Linked DNA regions of Mus musculus: regions 1 and 3 are each linked to region 2. A link is a contact called in public Hi-C data. All regions are on one chromosome and are shown on one strand. Each heading gives the region's core, a stretch centred on a gene start, on an enhancer-like site or on the middle of the called end of the contact. The rest is flanking DNA. Distances are from core to core; before and after follow the strand shown.

Evidence for each region. A called contact is a pair of places that touch in the nucleus more often than the background predicts.
Region 1: a Hi-C map of liver shows a contact between it and region 2, with 2.0 times the contacts expected there. The contact joins two enhancer-like sites. A contact is called at or near these places in 9 of 39 promoter capture datasets (the C10 cell line, the HPC-7 cell line, cranial neural crest and 4 more), 1 of 15 datasets of contacts at CTCF or cohesin (CD8 T cells), 9 of 484 Hi-C or Micro-C datasets (the CH12 cell line, the HPC-7 cell line, bone marrow-derived dendritic cells and 5 more), 2 of 115 datasets of contacts at active chromatin or transcription factors (embryonic basal ganglia and embryonic stem cells) and 1 of 9 other capture datasets (embryonic trunk).
Region 3: a Hi-C map of liver shows a contact between it and region 2, with 4 times the contacts expected there. The contact joins two enhancer-like sites. A contact is called at or near these places in 3 of 484 Hi-C or Micro-C datasets (cerebral cortex, liver and nephron progenitors), 5 of 115 datasets of contacts at active chromatin or transcription factors (the NIH/3T3 cell line, bone marrow-derived macrophages, double positive thymocytes and 1 more) and 1 of 9 other capture datasets (adipose tissue).

What each region holds. Positions count from the first base shown.
Region 1 is chr4:107,014,621-107,018,292 of GRCm38.p6, forward strand. All of the region lies in intron 5 of Ssbp3 (single-stranded DNA binding protein 3), which reads left to right. Among named protein-coding and RNA genes, the nearest start is that of Gm12786, 11 kb to the right of the region's middle. Within about 2 kb of position 1,396, at least 36 of the 459 cell types and tissues checked have an H3K27ac peak or open chromatin away from gene starts, as enhancers often do. A contact at or near this core is called in liver, where this site is marked.
Region 2 is chr4:107,157,561-107,161,292 of GRCm38.p6, forward strand. The region is part of intron 3 of Tceanc2 (transcription elongation factor A (SII) N-terminal and central domain containing 2); the gene reads right to left. Among named protein-coding and RNA genes, the nearest start is that of Tceanc2, 19 kb to the right of the region's middle. Within about 2 kb of position 2,416, at least 10 of the 459 cell types and tissues checked have an H3K27ac peak or open chromatin away from gene starts, as enhancers often do. A contact at or near this core is called in liver, where this site is marked.
Region 3 is chr4:106,956,879-106,960,887 of GRCm38.p6, forward strand. All of the region lies in intron 4 of Ssbp3 (single-stranded DNA binding protein 3), which reads left to right. Among named protein-coding and RNA genes, the nearest start is that of Ssbp3, 47 kb to the left of the region's middle. Within about 2 kb of position 1,448, at least 56 of the 459 cell types and tissues checked have an H3K27ac peak or open chromatin away from gene starts, as enhancers often do. A contact at or near this core is called in liver, where this site is marked.

The sequences.
Region 1 (3,672 bases), core at 146-2,645, 140 kb before region 2:
ACCTTGTAGGCTCTGATTCTTGGGAGGGGGATATATTTCCAGGGGTGGCAAAGCCCCTAAAACAAGAATGCACTGCTGGTGGCAGTGGGTTGGCCCTAGATGCTGTTTACAGCCCTCTTCAGAAGAAGAAAGGAGTGGAGCGCAGAAGTACACAGGCCATTCCTCCAGCCAGAAGGCTGCTGCCATAGGACAGACACCTCTGCTGCCCTGATGACCTCTTCAAGTCTAGGGGTTGGAGAAAGAATTAAATCCTGGTTTCCTGCTTTCTGAAACCCTCTACTAAGCAGTACTTACTGACAGGACTAGTGACCAATGAGGAAGAAGGGAAGCAGGAAAGTGGGAGGAGCCAAATCCATAGGTGTCAGACATAGTGTCAATGGCTGGGGAACTCTGGTGAACACTACCAGAGGGAGCTGTAGACAGGAGCTGCCCAGGGACTCAGTCCAGCAAAGGCCACAAAGAGAGACATCATAGTGAGACATAGAAACAGGTCAGGATTAGGCCGTGCTGGGCAGTTTGGGTGCAGGGTTACCTCGTGCCCCTTCAGCCCCCTCCCTGCCTGCCCTGCTGGTGCTCAGGCCCTTCATGGTGAAGCTGTCTGACCTTTTTGAAGTTGGAGAAAAGCATTCTCCCCAGAAGAGTTAACCCTTTCTGTCTTCTAGGGTGGTGTTGGCTTAGCAGGTAGGTCCCAGAGCTGCATCGTGGGTGCATCACAGATGAGGGAACCCTACTAGAACTGGACAGGTCTGCCTAGGAAGATGGTCTGGACAGCAGAGGATTGTGGCTTCCGTATGAACTACTTCTCTTTCCAGCCACTGCTCACCCTTCCACCAGGCCCAGCCCCTTCACCCCAGCCTCTTCCCAGTCTGTTGCCCATTGATTTAAGGCACACAGGTGCTATGTGAGTCTTCACTCCCCTGCCCCTAGCTTCTTACCAGGCCCAGTCATCTGCTTCTAGACTGACAGAAGGTGAGCCTGTTACTGCTGAGAAGGGTTAGGGATGAAGTGCTCCAGCTGTTGGGTCCAAGACTCAGTTGGAGATGCGGTCCTTCCTGCTTTACCCCTACCTGTTCAGTCAGTGTTCTCTGGTAGTGAGTGACTAACTTCCCACCTCTGGTTACTGTGATGGAAGCCAGCTATAGGCCCCCCAACCCCACCCCAAGAGCTACGTACCCTGGATTGTATCTAACCCTGCTGACAAATTCTTGTGTGTCCTTCGAGAGTCTTTCTACCCACTCTAGGACTTACTTTTGTCCTTCGGTTTAGTGACAGAGCCTTAACACCAATCACCTTTCCTGACCACCATCACCTCCTCCTCATAGGTCAGGCTGTGCTCATCTGGTGGCCAGCCTGGTGCCTTGTGTCTGCCCAGTGGCAGATTGACCGGCACCAGGGTTCCTAGCAACCATGGACAAAAGGTTATTCCTGACGTGCCAGGCTGCCTGAGTGACAGGCTGGGGCCTTGGCCGGTACGCCTGCCAGTATGCATGTGTTTGGACAGGTTTGTGTCTGCACACTCCAGCCATCTCCCCCCGCCCCCTGCACTCCACATGTAGCGCCGTAACTCTCACTGATGAAATGGAAAGTTGAACATAAATCAATGTCTGCCGCCCGTTAGCTATGCATCAGCAGTCAGCGCCTGGGAGACTTGCTCAGTAACAAAGCCCCCAGTGGCTCTGCAGGCTGCGACTGCCCCCTAATGCATAGCCAGCCCCAGGCCATGGAGCCCTGCTGGTCACCTCCAACACCACCTAGCTGTCTCCCTCCTCCCCTTGGTGGGCCCTACCTCTGCAGCTGTAAACTCCAGCCAGGCCTTTGCACCTCCAATGCCGGAAGGGCTGCTGCTAGCTGCTGCTGAAGGCCTGGGGCGCTCTCTCCTCCCCTTTGGACTTGCATTTTCTCTTTCCTGCCTCTGAGAGCTGCTGGCCTATGCTTCAGCTGCCTGACTATGGTATTTCCTTTCCCCAAATAAGAGTCCCTTGTGGAGGCACTCCCATTTGTGGGAACTGTCGTGTGTGGGCTCCCTCTAGCCAGTGCAGGGCAGACCCTCTGCCTGTCCTACCACCTAATCAGCAAATTGTGTGAGATTTTTCTCCTTTACAAGAAGGAGATCAGATTTGCTGAGTCCTTGTAGCAGAAGGGGTTTGAGAAAGAGAGTTCCAGTATAGTCCTGTGCAGAACACAGGTCAGGATGGCCCCCTGGGTCAGTCATAGTGTATATCCTCCCCTGGGAAGACCTAGGTCTGGCTCCCCGGATAGGATTCAGAAACAGCTGTGAGCAGGGCCTTGGGAGCCACAGGGCTTTCCTTTTTCTGGAATAGAATGTGGGCAGCACCCGAGGTGCTGTAGAATTCCTGCTGTTTCTTTGGTTGCTGGAGGGGGTGGGCTAGATGCACACATCTTCATGTTCGATAATATTGTATGCAGCTGCTGGAAGATGAGGAACAGCCTCAGGTCCGTGCTGGCAGGGTCCTGGGGAGCTCCTCCCTCTGGGACAGACAGATGCAGAGCCCCATTCCTTCTTCCTGTGAAGGGGTTATTTTTCCTGGTAGCTAGGGTTGCTCCAAAAATTCAGTGAACCTCTCTGAACCTCAATTGCTGTACCCCATATTTGGGGTTGATGGTATATCCATGACTCCTGGGACCTGTATGAAGATTCTGTGACATAATGCCTAGGAAACCCTGCCTGGTGCTGGGTGTCTGGTGCACACTCTGTGCCTGCCAGCACTTGGATGGCTCCTGTGTGCCTTCAGGCCACTTTATTCTCTGAGCTTCCTACCTAGCCAGGGGTCAGGGCTGCTTTTAGTGTAATTCTCTTGGCAGTACAGTTTTCATGGCATTGCTAAGGTTCATAGATTCTTCAAATCAGCTGATCAGCACTTAACCCTCTGGTTCCACTGGCAAGAGTTGGTGCCAGTGAAACACCAGCCCTATTTGGCCTTTTAATGAAGCAGCTTCCTAATCTCCTGCTGAAGTCTGTCCTCTTGACTTGTTCCCTCAGCTTTGGCCATTCTGATCCCTTGTTCTTTGGTCTAGCCCCCAACAGGAGTTTCTAGGGGAAGTGAAGGCAGGGAAGTAGGCTGTGGGTTCAGGAGCTTCTGCTTCTGTTCCTAGCAGGCGTGTTCGGATGAGCTTAATGGAGACCTACTCTCAGGCTCCAGGGACTGCATGGCTTTCTGTCACCAGAAGATGCCTGAGCACCTTTTGAGTTTCGTTTCTCCCTTGCCTATAAAACAGCCTACTTCATCAGCTCTGAATTGAACCAGGGAGCATAAGAATGGTTTGAAATTGTATAGGACTCCTTCCCAAGGCCAGCAGTCAATCATTTATTCATTTGGCACAGACACAGTTGCTGCTTCAGCCTGGCTGTAGTGGCCACACTTGTCAGGTGCCATCCTGGACCTCCATGTCAAGTGCTCTCCCACAGCTCTTAATTATAAAACTCCAGTTTCTCAGTATAGCATCTGGAGCCCTGTCTGGTCTGTCCCCATCATCCTCACTCCATTGATAGAACAGTTCTTGGTCCCTAGGGCAAGGATCAGATCTGTTGCTCTCGGGTCTGGTCTCTGTTCGTCCATCAGTCTGTATGTATTCTTCTCCCAACTGCCGAGTTCTCTCCTAGGAGTGAAGGGTCTTAGGTCAGTATTCAAGAAGCCTTTGACAGAGTCTGGC
Region 2 (3,732 bases), core at 1,166-3,665:
TCCCTGAGTGTTGATAATTACTCAAGGAGAGAAGACTACATAAGGGAGCAAGAACATGGAAGCCTAACAGTGAGCACAAGTGAGGGTGTGGGAGACAAAATGGTGCCCAAGAAACACTCGCATCACCTCTGTGACGACAGCATCACCTCCGTGACTGCATTACTTTAAACGGTAAAGGGGCCTACAAGTGTGATTCAGGTTAAGGGTCCTGAGATTAGATAAGCCTTGATTTCCCACTGTGGGCTCAAGGTAATCACATGAGCCCCTTGAATTAGGACATGGTATCTGTGTGGAAGAAGCAGAAAGGGGGGTCAGGGAGACTCTGGGTGTGAGGAGAGTTTTAATTCACTCATTTGAAGATGGAGAAAGGGGACTGCAAGCTAAGGAACACAGGTAGCTTTTAAGAAGGAGCCTTCAGAAGGCGTGTGACCCTGCCAACACCTTCCCTTCAGCCTTGCAGACCTTAAGGTGTCGGAAGTGGAGAATGCAGTAAGGAATGTCTCAGTACTGTTGCTCATCATTTGCCTGTCTGACTCAGAGCAAGTTACTTTAAATTCCTGAAGCTTCAATTTTCCCATTTTCAAAATGGAGAAAATAATTATAATGACTTTACAGGACTGTTACATGGGTCAAAAGTGTCATGGATGTGACAGCACTTTATAAATATAAGTAGCTATTTACTGCAGTTAGCCAATCATGAGTTAAAGTAGCGAGGCACCTCTGAAATCAGGTCACTAGAACAGACAGACCCATTTCCCTGGACTCTCTCTCACGTGTAGGCCTGCAGGTGGGCCTGCCCACCTGCCTGCCAGCCTTCCTCCTTGCCTCCCTCATCTTTGGTTTGCTCGATGCCCCTTGCCCACTGCTCACTCTTCAAATGATGAAGAATCCACTCACAGAGGCCCAATAACTGCAAGGCTCAACGTCTTTTCAGCTTCCCTGACCACGTTAGAGGATCGGGACCACTCATTTCCAGTGTCTCTGAAGACACTTGTCCCTGGTCCATGTGGCACTTCCCGGCCTGCTTTTCTCCTGCTCCCACAGTCTCTTGGCCTCTCCACAGCTGCCCTTCTTCCCACTTTCTAACAATGAATTTCCTTCCAGGTTCAAGTCCTTCCTTTAACTCAGAGAATTCATTCACTTTTGTGATTCCCAGAAACTCACTTCCAATATGTATTTCTAGTCTAACAGTCTCATTTGAGCTGGACATTTCCATTAAAATAGTTTTAAAGAATTCAAAATGCAGGCTGGGTGTGGTGGCACACACCTTTAATTTCAGTATTTGGGAGGCAGAGGCAGGAGGATCTCCGTGAATTTGAGGCCAGCCTTTGTCTACAAAGTAAATTGCAGGACACCAGTGCTGTTATACAGAGAAACCCTGTCTCAAAAAAATCAAAATGATAAACTCTTACCAGTAAATGAACAAAGAACACAAATACTTGAGAGAGAGAGAGAGAGAGAGAGAGAGAGAGAAAGAGAGAAGAAAAGAGAAAGGAAAAGGACAAATGGCTGACAAGCCTATTACAAACACTTAGTCTACTTAGTAAATGAAAATAAGAATTTATTTCTCTGACCTATCTATTTTTTGGCCTATTGGATTACTGAGAGTTTAAGAAAGATGTAGGCATGCAAATGAAGACAACATTCCTAGGATGTAAGATTCCCACCCACATGGAGACAGGAAGCGCACAGAGCAGTCTAGATGAAGGCCTTGGGTAGGCTGCTCGAGGCTGGGCTGCCCTTCCTGAAGAAGCATCGTTGCTGGGGAAAATAGAAGCAGAGCTGGAAGGCAAGCAGAGCATGGAGAATGCCGCCAACTCCTGGCCCTTCCCTCTCTTGGACAGGCACATTCTGCACTCAGGTTCTGTAGCAGTGAGGTGTGAGGCAGCACACACAACAGCACGGCCCTGCTGGCACAGAGACTGCTCAGCACATAGAAAATAAAGAGGCAAATAATTAAATAAGTAATTACAAACCAAGATAAGAGCCGGGAGGGAAACCAGTTAAAAATACAGAAGTAGCAGCCGGCTCGGTGTCACTTATGCCAAGAGAAAGGAAAATAATCAACGGTTTCAAATCACAGGTCTGGAAGATGAGAACCGAGACAAGACACTGGATTCGGACAGAATAAAATCACTGTGTCCTGAGAGAGAAGTGAGAGTGTGGGAGAAGCCCTCTGGGAGAGAGAGAGAGAGAGAGAGAAAGAGAGAGGCCAGAGAAGGGCACTGTGCCCAGCCAGCATTTAGAAAGGGAAACGGTATCTGGGAAAGGGGGCAAGGACAGCTAACGGGGAAGAGGAGTAAGGAAAACCAGTAAGGACAGAGGAGTTGCTGAGCCACACCCACTCCCACAGCTGGCCCTTGTGACATCCAGCTAAGGGCTATCTGTGGAGCTGTTTCTCTGCTCCATTCTCAGTCCTTCATGCTTGTACCATGTCTCGTCCTGTGACCAGAGCTACACTCTGCTCCCATGGGTCACTCCCTCCCTCACACCTGTTGCGTGTTTGTTCACTGCTAGCCTTTCCCATGAACCATCTCCATCTACCACCACACAAAGGACTTCTGCTTCTTCTCTGGGCTTTGTTTCCTTTTGTTACTGTTTGTTGTTGTTGTTGTTGTTGTCTGTACCCAAGAACTCACTGTGGAGTCCAGGATAGCGTCAAACCCACGGCAATCCTCCTGCCTTAGCCTCTTCAACGCTAGGACTATAGATATGACTTGCCATGCTCAGCTAGGACAGAGACCTTTATCAGTGTCGATCGCAGGCATCCATGCCAGTGCCTGGCACTCGGCAGGTGTTGCAGCTTCACTGTGATGCAATACAACACTGTGGCAAAAGTAACTTAGGGAAGAAGGGCTCACTGGGTTGCAGGTCACAGTCCATTGCTGCCAGGGAGTGAGGGAAGGAGCTTAAAGCCTCACGACCACAGTCAAGAGCAGAGAGCATAAAAGCCAAGTCCTACCTGCTTGCGCTCAGCAAGTTCTCTTTACCATCACAGAGTCCAGGGCCCCAGACCAGGCAATGGTGCCTCCCACAGCAGGTGGGGGCTTCTTCTACCAACTATCAGTTGGGACAATCTCCCAAAGAAACGTCTAAAAGAAAGTGGATTCAGAAAATTCCTCGAGGCTCTCTTCCCACATGATTCTAGGTTGAGCTGACAGTTTAAAAGTAGCCATCATAGCAGGCACTGAATAACTACTTGTTGAACAAATGCCTGGACGTCCACCCATGCGGTCTCCCTTCCCCTGGTATCCCTCACCTTTACCTTCTCTTAGCCACCGGAAGCTCCAGTCATGCATCCTATAGCTAACTGCATCAATGGTTACAAGTGTATTTGTTTAACCTTATAGGTTGCTAATAAGAGATGCTACGAAACACTTTCATGAATTACCCTGAATTAAAACCAAAACCAAAGATGAACAGGCTTGTTTGTCTATTCATTTTGGCCGTGCTGGGGATTGAACCTAGGGACTTGTGCAAACTATACATGAGCTCTACCACTCAACTACATTTCCAGCCCAGTTTTCTTCCTTGTGGGATTTCTCTTAGCCTATTACATAAGAAATTAGGATGAAACCCCCAGTAGAGAGGAGACAGGAACTCAGCACTGTCTAAGCTTGCTGGAACCCAGAACCCTTCCTTCAAGAGTTCTGGGAAAACCCATTAGAAGACACGACGACGCTGGCCATAAAGTCCAGACGCGGCTGACTGTACAGCTGTCTGATTTCTTCC
Region 3 (4,009 bases), core at 198-2,697, 200 kb before region 2:
GTTCATTCCTTACTTGAGTCAGGGTCTCTCATTGGCCCATTTGGCTCACCAGGTCATCCCTTGGGGGCTCATCAGTTAGGGTAAGCTGGCTGGCCAGCAGTCCTCAGGGACTCCTGTCTCTGCCTCTCTAGCATTGGGATCACATGTGAACATCACCAGGCCAACACTTTCAGGTGAATTCTGAGGCTCACATGTGGGTGCTAATGTTTACCGACTGAGATATCTCCCCAGATCCTGAATCCCATTTGATGTTCTGTTTTGTAATTGCCTTGAGAGGGACTAGTTCTTTAAGGAAACTTGAAAGGTCTTCCTCTAGTTTGCCAAGAATCTTCCTTAAATTTGGGGGCTTCTTTGAGATGGAGGACCCAGTTGTCATGTTTGTGTTCTGGCCTCATCTTCTCGTGTCACCTCTAGATGGGTTTTGTCCAGACATTTGGTTCACTTGGGCCTATGAGGTTTCTCATGTCTGCCAGGTACCAGACATAGTCCAGCAGTGCCGGGTAGTGCCTGGGTTCTACCATTCTCTTGCAGTCGTTGTCTGTAGCATATTGCAGGCACGGCAGAGAGGAAGCAGTCCTGGCCTGAGCCTCCCAGTTCATGATGAGGGACTTAAGGAAGAAGGGCAGGTGGAGAGAGCGGCACACCCTGCTCCACCTCGTGCTTTAGGACTGTGTCAGGGGAGCCATTCATGGGGCCCAGTGTGTCTCACGTTGTGTGGAGTGAGTGGGTGTTGTGCTCTGTGGTGGGGACATCTTATTCAGGTTACATGGGTCTTGAGTGTTTTCATTGTTAATCATCCTCTGGTCTGCAGAGGGGAAAAGGCAGAGGAGTTACCTGTGCTGATTATCTTGGAGCTGCTAAGATGGTAGCTCTTAAATTTTGCAGCTCTCTCTCTCTCTCTCTCTCTCTCTCTCTCTCTCTCTCTCTCTCTCTCTCTCCTCCCCCCCCTCCCTCCCTCCCTCCTTCCTTCCTTCCTTCCTTCCCCTCCTCCTCCTCCTTCTTCTTCTTCCTCCTCCTTCTTCTTTTTTTTTTTTTTTTTTTGGTTTTTCGAGACAGGGTTTCTCTGTATAGCCCTGGCTGTCCTGGAACTCACTCTGTAGACCAGACTGGCCTTGAACTCAGAAATCCACCTGCCTCTGCCTCCCAAGTGCTGGGATGAAAGGCATACCTTGTCACTGCCTGGCTATCTTGGCACCTCTTACATTTGTGTTGGTCACAGCATTAAGGACAGTGCTGTTAATGGAGGTCTCATATGGTCAGGAAACTGGGTGAGAACTGGACCCAGAAGAGACCAGCCACCATACTGTCTTCATCATGAGACTTGAGATAGAATGGAGGTGAGGCTAAGGGAGGAAAGGTTTTGAGAAGAGATAGAACCTGACAGGAAGTGAGGTGATCCAGAGAGACTGTGTCTGACAGGAAGTGAGGTGACTCAGGGGAGACCATGTCTGACAGGAAGTGAGGTGACCCAGGGAAGACATTGTCTGACAGGAAGTGAGGTGACCCAGGGAGACCGTGTCTGACAAAGGTTCTGCACAGATAGTTTGTGGAGAAGCGTGGCTCTGTTCTAGTGTCATTTGGAGAAGCCATCTCCTCTCTAGGTGAGGCAGTCTGGCCCCTCTGGCCAGCTAGTTTCTCTGTAGAAGTGGAACTGTATCCCATCCTGCACATCCTCGGTGTTATGTGCTAGCTCTGCCATGATGGTGTTTGCTCCTTTGTGTGCTCTGAGTTCTGCCTAGCCCAGGGCTGTGCAGACTAAGGTGCCTCATGGGAAAGCTTGTACTTTTGTACTGTGAGAGCCTGTTGCTTAGTTGGGGACCACATTGCCCTCCTGGCTCTTCAGACCCATCTGGGAGGTGAACTTATCCCATGGCTAGTAGAGTAGGTAGTAAGTAGAGGAATGTGCTGAGCCAGAACCTTCCAAAGCACCGTTACACCCACGTGAACATTCACGAGGACTTTGCCACAAAGGGTGTACACAGCACACTGGTCCCAAGAGGGCTCTCAAGAGGACCCAGTCAGGTTTCTGAGTCTTCCTCTGAGAATGCCCACTGTTCCTTTCTGTCAGCTTGCACTGCCCTAGACCCATCTTCTTGTAAACATTCCACATTTTAAGAGGAACGTGAAATGAGGAAAGATTGGTTTGCCTTGTGACCTTGCTGAGTAGCCCAGGCTGGACTTAAATTTACAGTCTCACTTGTGTGCTCAGGATTGCACACACATGGGACCAATGCCTCGCTAACATTGTTTTTAAAGTCAATCTCTACTTAGATTATTATAATGTTGCTCTTTCGATCTGTTACTGAGCTTCAGCTGTTCATAGGTGTGACCGGAGAGATTTATAACCTTTCCGAGTATAACTACAGATGCTTTCTCAGAGGCCAGTGGGCCCTCTGACAGCCAGGCTGGTGTTTGCGTGCAGTCTTACTCAATTATTACACTGATGTGGGCCACTGTTGCTTTGCTCCCCTCAGGAGAACTAAAGAAACGCTACACACTCATTAGAGTAGCAGGGAGAGGGTGGGAGGGTGGCTCAGTGGTGCAGTACTATCTGATGTGCGTGAGGGTGACTTCCAACCTCAGCACTGGAAGTCACAGGAAGAAGTCACCTGTTAGTCCAGTACCAAGGCTTGCTTTGTGCAGTCAGCGTTGCCCACGGGGCTCCATTCAGAATGTTCCCATGATAAAACATGATCTCGAGTTGGAGATAGCGCAGCAGTTAAGAGCACACAGTGCTCTTGCAGATGACCTGAATTTGGTACTCAGCAACATATCAGGTAGGTTACAGCAGCCTATAACCCCAGCTTCAGGGGATCCTGTGTTGCTGACCTCTGTGAGTGTGATCATGGCACACCCCGGCCTCTACACACTGAAAGTAAAACAAATATTTAACAATGTGTAAATAGATATAGATAAAGGTGTAGCACCTGAGAAACCATGGAGGCTCGGTTTCTGTTTCTAGGCTCTGAGGTTTTTCCTTGGTGGGTGACTTTTGGAAAGTCTCTGTGTGGGATGCTTTTTGCTGATCCCAGGCTCTGCTGGAAGAGTTCTTGCAGCTCGGCACCCTGGGCCTGGGCCTCCAGACTTGAACAAGACCCTTTGTGTCTAAGGAGTTGGTGATTGGAGTGCTAATGAATCAATTAGAAAATTACTCGCTGCTGAGATCCTTAGCCAAATTGGGGCTGCTGGAGAGAGCCTGACAGGCCATCTGAAGGCCATACACAGATAAATCTTTCTTGGCCATGGCCCTCGTAAATCGCAGCACAGCCTTTCTTGGGCCTGTTAATCACTTGAGCAAAGCAGGACTTCTTCTGCTTTGTCAGGCTGCCTTGTGTCTGGCACAGGTTTCTAGCTTGTGTCTCCATTTGTCCCAGCGTTGGGGAGGATGGCCGTTTCAGTTCTGTATAACAGCCTTGGTGTGGAATCAACCAGAAGCACTCTTGTGTCCTTTTCTTTGTCCCCACAGTAGCAGCAGGGAGATGTCCATCTTTATGAGAGGCAGCAGTAGACTCAGAAAATGCATGCAACCTGTACTCAGGTCATCTCTTTAAGGCAGAATTGGAGCCTACAGCCATGTCAAACAGCCCTGTGGCATAGGCCTTTCTAAATGGAATCCATTGTTCTGTTTAGAGGATCTTCCCAGTCCCAGGTTGGGAGTTGCAAGTGAGGAATAGCCTGGCGAGGTGGGGGTGGTAAAGGTGATTTTGCTTAAATATCTGGGGTTGTGGTTTGGTGCAGTTTAACTTGGGGCAGGCGGTTGGAATGACAGCCATCAGCTGAAGCTCCAGCACTTAGTGTGACTCATTGCAGGGTACCAGCTGGGTGCTTGAGCTTGAAGGGGGATGGGAAGGGTAAAAAGACTGAAATTGTTATGAATCTCAACTGAGGTCAGGGCCAGCTTTGAAAAAGGCAATTGCAAAAATAATGATTTTGGTGTATTTCTCTGGCTGTTCCACACCAGTTTGCTGTTGGTTATTCATGGTGTGGTCTCCCTACCCCCAGAGCTCTG